2 separate regions of the Drosophila melanogaster genome follow, and region 1 is linked to region 2. A link is a contact called in public Hi-C data. All regions are on one chromosome and are shown on one strand. Each heading gives the region's core, a stretch centred on a gene start, on an enhancer-like site or on the middle of the called end of the contact. The rest is flanking DNA. Distances are from core to core; before and after follow the strand shown. Region 1 holds the start of CG32700. Region 2 holds the start of c11.1 (c11.1,).

Evidence for each region. A called contact is a pair of places that touch in the nucleus more often than the background predicts.
Region 1: a Hi-C map of the Kc167 cell line shows a contact between it and region 2, with 3 times the contacts expected there. The contact joins the promoter of CG32700 here to the promoter of c11.1 in region 2. A contact is called at or near these places in 17 of 107 Hi-C or Micro-C datasets (the Kc167 cell line, the ML-DmBG3-c2 cell line, the S2 cell line and 5 more) and 1 of 6 datasets of contacts at active chromatin or transcription factors (the Kc167 cell line).

The regions. Positions count from the first base shown.
Region 1 is chrX:9,549,313-9,552,316 of dm6, forward strand. It overlaps CG32700, which reads right to left and starts at 1,526. Exons shown (of 4, transcript NM_167192.2): 1 at 1,118-1,526. l(1)G0320 (lethal (1) G0320) reads right to left here. Exons shown (of 2, transcript NM_001298129.1): 2 at 1,828-3,004. The coding sequence ends at 2,627.
Region 2 is chrX:9,281,422-9,284,499 of dm6, forward strand. It overlaps c11.1 (c11.1,), which reads right to left and starts at 1,696. Exons shown (of 9, transcript NM_001298121.1): 1 at 1,372-1,696; 2 at 30-207. The coding sequence starts at 1,528.

The sequences.
Region 1 (3,004 bases), core at 276-2,775, 270 kb after region 2:
TTTTTGACCAGATTTCCGATGACTTTAAAATGTCTTTGTAACCATTGCGTAGAAGGAAACTCACCTGCCCTTCGGTTTCACAATTCCAGCGCTCCAGATCCAACATGATTTATAAGTCGAATTAGAAGGAGCCACACGACGGGCATGGAACAAGAGTGAATTAATTACGAATTCAAGCCCGAAGAGGTAATTAATTCACTTCATTTTCTTCCCCTGCAAAGTTGGCTGAAAACCAAACCAAACCAAACCAAACTCGACTTGACTCGATTCAAGTCAACCATTTTGTTGACAGACAAACAAATGGTGGGCCAAATAAGCAAACATGTGCACATAGGCACCTGCTAGGACATTCATGAATTCATTGCTAACATTACGCCAAGGATATTTCAAATATTTCTTTTAAGATTTCATCCAAAGTCGTAATTGCTTAGAAATTTGGCTGGAGCTCTAATGTGCTACAAGGAGCAGTGCTTCGTTAATTTGGAAAATTATTTACATTTCCCAAGGACTTTTAGGTAATTTAATCAATGCCATTAATTCGTCACGTTTACGATTACCGCTATAATAAAACAGTTCATTTAGGCACGTTTTTCCGCAATGCAATTCATTAGGAGTTTTGACAAGTTGTTTTCTTTTGTTAACTACAGTTTCATAAGTGCCTATTTAAGTAGTCCAATTATAGTGATTGAAGGTATATTTTAAAATCAACTTTAAATGTATCTACAATTTTATGATTTCGGTTCATTCATTCATTATTCATTTCTTCTTTCTTTCATTTGTACAATTTTCTAATTAATTTCATTTCATTCATTCATCTTCCTTTTCTTCATATCTATTCTTCATTCTTTCATTTCTACAATTTTCCTATTCATTCTACTCATCATTCATTTCTTATTTCTTTATTTTTTCCATAAAAATCTTTAATTTCAATATTCCACTGAATCCGAATGTTCGAAAGCCCATTTTTCGTATCTATCAAAACCGTGCTGCCCGATTCATTCCGTTTGGTTTTGGCAAACATAGCCCCAATTCCGGACTTGCAAATGGGACTCCCGGTCGGAATTTGAGTCCTTGTCACAATGGAACTGACCATATTTACATTTGTCAAGCACTTCACTCACCTTTGACTGCGGTGTGTTCTCTGTGTCTCAAGCTTTCTCCGCCAAATCCTCCTCCGAATCGGAACGCGAATGGGATTTAAATATTTGCCACACACACTCTTTCACTTCGGCTCGGTCGTTTGTATTCGAATTGAAAAATGGTATTTCGGAACGCTATTGCACTTTATGTGTATATTTATGTATATATACTCAATTTCTTAGATTAGCACAAAAACCAAAAAAAAAAAAATTATGTATGTTCAGCACTTTCGAATATCTTTCGAAAATCGAAAACCGGGCAAAGGCAGTAACTGCGTGACTGTGAACTGTGACCAGTGACCAGTGACTTGCGACTGTGATGTGAGTATGCTGAATTCAAAGGCTGAGGCTGAGAACCGAACCGCACGAGAGTCTGTTGACGAATGAGTTACAAATGGACGATGCGAAACGCTAACAGCGGGAAGACAACAAGTTGCCGTGTCCTTAACAGCGATGCTAACGAGCACTGTGGAGTGGGTACATCTTAACAGCGCTGAAAGCTCTGCTCAACTGAAAGCTTAGCCGATGCAATTTCAAGAAAACTACTAGTCGTCGCCAACAGATGGCGCCGCAGAGCAAGTTTATGCTTTCGATGCACTTTAGTTAATTTTAAAATATTTTTCCAATTTACCCAACACACATACATACATAAAAACATCGCAGTTTTATCTTTTTTTTTTTTAATTTTATTTTCGTTTTTTTTTTTCTCATTTTGTTTTGTTGTAAGAAAATCTATTCATTATTCATCAGTCGACTGACTTTCTGCGACTTCTCTAGCTAAAAAAAAAACTCACTTCAACATATTTTGGTCTTAACAGAAAAAGAATGATACACTCCAAATCAGAATGGGTGTGTGTGGGTGGGGGAGGGGAGGGGAGAGACGAAACATAAACACGAGGGGCAATCAATTGTAATAGTAGGACTAATTTAAACATATCGTACAATTGGAAGGCTTTCTTGTCTTACAACGCAATCGATCGGTCTGCCTTCTATTTAAGTTCGATATTCCATTCAGTTAGAAGACTCGACTCATTCTGCTGCTACTCCTCTTTCTATAATGTGTCTTCAACAAACGAAGACACTTTCGCAAGGGGATTTCTTTAGGTTTCATTTTTTGTTGGTTTCATTTTCATTTGTTTTGTTTGTTTGTGGTTGTTGTTGTTGTTGTTGAGTTTGGAGTATGTGCAGTTGTGGGCATTTCAAAGTTCAAATTTCTAAAACAAATCTGTGAAAACGTTGGTTCGGTATTCGTTTATAGACTAACAATCTCGATAGACGAAAAAAAAATTATGATAGTATGATCTTTAGAAATGATCGAACATGATGTACATAACTAATTAATTACGAAACTTTTTGCTTTTCTCCCTACAGGATGAAAATGACGGGAGGGAGTGGGATCTTGCTGTTACTGCTCCTTCGGCAGCCGATGTTATGGCTACCGCTTTCGATGGTGTTTGGGATATGTGCAGTCTTGAGCGGATTTGAACTTAATCATCGCCAGCGGAACGCTTGACCTTGCGCTGCTTGGGACTCTGCTGGCTGGCCGCCTTGGGACTGGCCGGCTTGGTGGGCTTGGGCGAGGTCTTGGGCGTTTTGGACTTGGGCGGCGACTTCTGCAGCGCACGCAGCGTCTCCTGTGGCACCCAATCGTAGTCGATGGTGCTGTCGTTGGCCGTGCCGGTTTCGATCACCTTCTTGGCAGCGGCACGCTTCCTCTTGCCAGAGCTGCCGAGCAGATATTGCTGTCCGATGACCAGTAGCAGGACCACAATGCCCGCCAGCAGGACGTACAGGAAGAAAGTCTCGCCATCCAGACCCTCATCGACCTCCGAAATCAGAACGGTCTCATTGAACACGGCCTCGTT
Region 2 (3,078 bases), core at 446-2,945:
TTAATTGCTGATGTCAAAGGGAAACCTACTCCAACAACATGGCCACTGTTTGATCGGTCATCTTCGGCTGCTGCGATCGATGTTCGCTGAGGATCTCCGCAGCCCGTTCCGGATGGGTCTCCAAGATCTTCACGATCGCCTGCTGCATGGCAATCCGCACCTGCTCCTCCTTGTCCATCAGCCCATCGAAGATGTTGTGGAGAACGCCTGCAAAAGGGCAACAAATGTTTTAAATTTGATTTCTTAAATCAGATCATATGGAATATAATCCAAAATTTAGTTGGCTTGTGTTAAGTCAAAGCTAAGATATCGTTTAAAACAAATGACTAATTTCAGCTAGAGCTAGCAAATAGCAGAACAATGGACTACACTCAGTAACACGAGTAACTAGATCAAAGTCAAGTTAACACTACATAGAGCCGTATTTACATAAGGTGCACAAACTGCAAAGATAGCAGAAGTGGCAAAAACCACATTGATTCACGGATTTAAATGGATGATAGGTTGATTTCGAATTAAATTATATGAGCCATTTTACAACATTGAAAAATGCATACCCCTATTTCATTGAACACAACTGTGGGCACTTTCAGTACTTATATTCTGATAAGAATTCAAATTGTCTGACGCATTCGCATAAATTAAAGAGCTTCACATCATATAAGCATCTATCAATAAAATGAAAAAGGCTAGAAAATGGCAAAAACCAAACGAAATGCTGGAATCAGCTGATTGGGATGGTCAAAAATACACGTCATCCCAGAGATACAAAAGTCCAATTGGACTGGACAAGCGATACTCTAGAGGACTTTTCGCATTGCAATGTTATTTTTGTTCTTATTCCAACAATTAGCTGTAAAACAAAAAAAAACACACACTTACGCATGCAGATGATTAATCAAATCGAATTGAGTGCAATTTGTGGGTGTAATTGTGAAATGTTGTTGTATTGATTTGTCTTGCTCATAAACGTGTTCTAGATGATTTTTTAGGGCTTCACACACTCAACAGGTCCCCATAATACACACGTACATAGATACGAAAATAGAGTTATTTAGCTGCTCTCCTTTCGCTAAAAGGATTCCCCGTTACTTTTGGGCGCTCATGTGTGCGTTGTGCCTAATGCGTAGTTCTATTTTTAGAACAGGACAAAAGACTGCGCTTCGCCTAATCACAAATCCCAATTGGAGTGGGTGGGGTGGACGGGCAAAACGCCCATTTCACGCTAAATCGCTCTCAGCACTTGTGCTTGTGTGTGTGTGCGCTTTCTAATAAAAGATTCCATGGGTCCATCTTTATCTTTATCTTTATCTATGGGATTAGGCAGTGTTCCCTTTGTTTTCATTTTCATTTGCATTTTCGTTTGCTTACCTTCCAGAATCGTTGGCTTATCATTGGGCGCCGCTGTGGCGGTAGATGCATCGGCATTTCCAGTGGCGGCGCTATTTCCAGCAGCTGATTTGTTGTTGGCGGATCCTCCCCCTGTGGCAGCACCACTACCACCGCCGCCAACCCCTCGGCCGTCCATCTTCTTGGTGGAATTGCGCGTTCTCTTCCACTTCTCCAGCTTAACGGGATTTCAGACAGCGATTAACTTTAACGCGCACTTCGCGATCGCGGAAAAACTCGGAAAAACAAGAGATTCACTGCGTTGCGAAATTGTTTGTGTTTAAAACGGGTGGCTGCACTCACATAGGGGAAAAACGGCTGTGGAAATTTTAGTACGTTTTTTATCAACACCATGGACTAGTTGGGCTTCCGAACATGGTGTGTGCCCTCACTGTTCAGTGGTGGCGCAAACCATAGATGACCATAAAAATGAAATTCAAATGTACTGTGTATAAAATAATAGTTATGCATACAGTCTCGTTTTATTATACGGAATTAGCAATTAAGTAAATTTTAAATTTTAAGCTACACAGGCAGTACAGCATACTAATACAATATTAAAGGAAAAAACGCTTTTGAGGTAGTTTTGAAAGTATTTGAGAGCAATTGAAATGCTTAATTTTAATCACTTGATAGCACTTCTGAAATTAAATAGCATAGACATTTGATTTTCTCGCAATTTCTGCCCTCGCAGATAAGCTGACGTTCTTCTCACGCTATTATATTCCCAGCGATAAGAACTATTTCCCTTCGATGTGATAAGTCGGAGGTAAATTTAAAATAAACACTTTTTAAAATCATAAGAACTCTGCGTTGTTATTTTAATTCGATATCAGTATTTCGACCACAAACCAAGGCTGAACCACAAAATATGGCCCAATGATAGTCTCTTATCACGCCTTTCCTTCGCTAAAAAGAACACATGTCATTTGGAATCCTTGTTTTCTTTGCGCTAGCAACAACACACAGTTTTTAATTAACACTTTTTGCGATAATAGCAGATTTGATAAGCATGTTAAGTATCAGTTTTAAAGTAGATTCTCTGATTTTCATCTCTAATATCCAAAATGTATCTATATGAATACAATTTTCCATAAGTGCGTTTTAAATACATGTATGTTAAATTTTAAATAAAATAATAAAAAAAAAAACACAACTTATTTATTTTCTCATGAAAATCTAATCATATCCAGCTCCTAAATATTTTCGAAATTTCCCGGCTGAACAAGAGCGCCGCTCTTAAGTCGTCACGCTCTCAGCTGATTAAAGAGAGCGCGCTTAAATGCGATTCCAATTGGAAGTGGTTGCAGCCGGTGGTGGATGAAAATGTGTCCACCAATGGCGCGCCTCAAATGCCATGTCCACCTGACCAATCAGAATCCGGGGGCGGTGCCAAGTGCAAGGGAAACGCAGGAGCGAGCGAGAGGGAGAGCAACTGTTTATTTGATTAAGCATTTAAATTCTATTATTTTTAGCGAAATTTATTAAAAATTTGATGCAACAGCACTGCGTGGAATGGTGACTTGTCACAATGCACATACTAGGCCATGCATTTACAGAAGAGCAAGAGAGAGAGAGAGAGAGAGAGAGCGAGCAACTTAAGAGACCCAAAACGCCCCGGCCAAAGAGAGTCGTTCTCGTTCCAATTGGCTCGCGAGGCAAGTGGAAAAACGATTGGATTCGACTCAG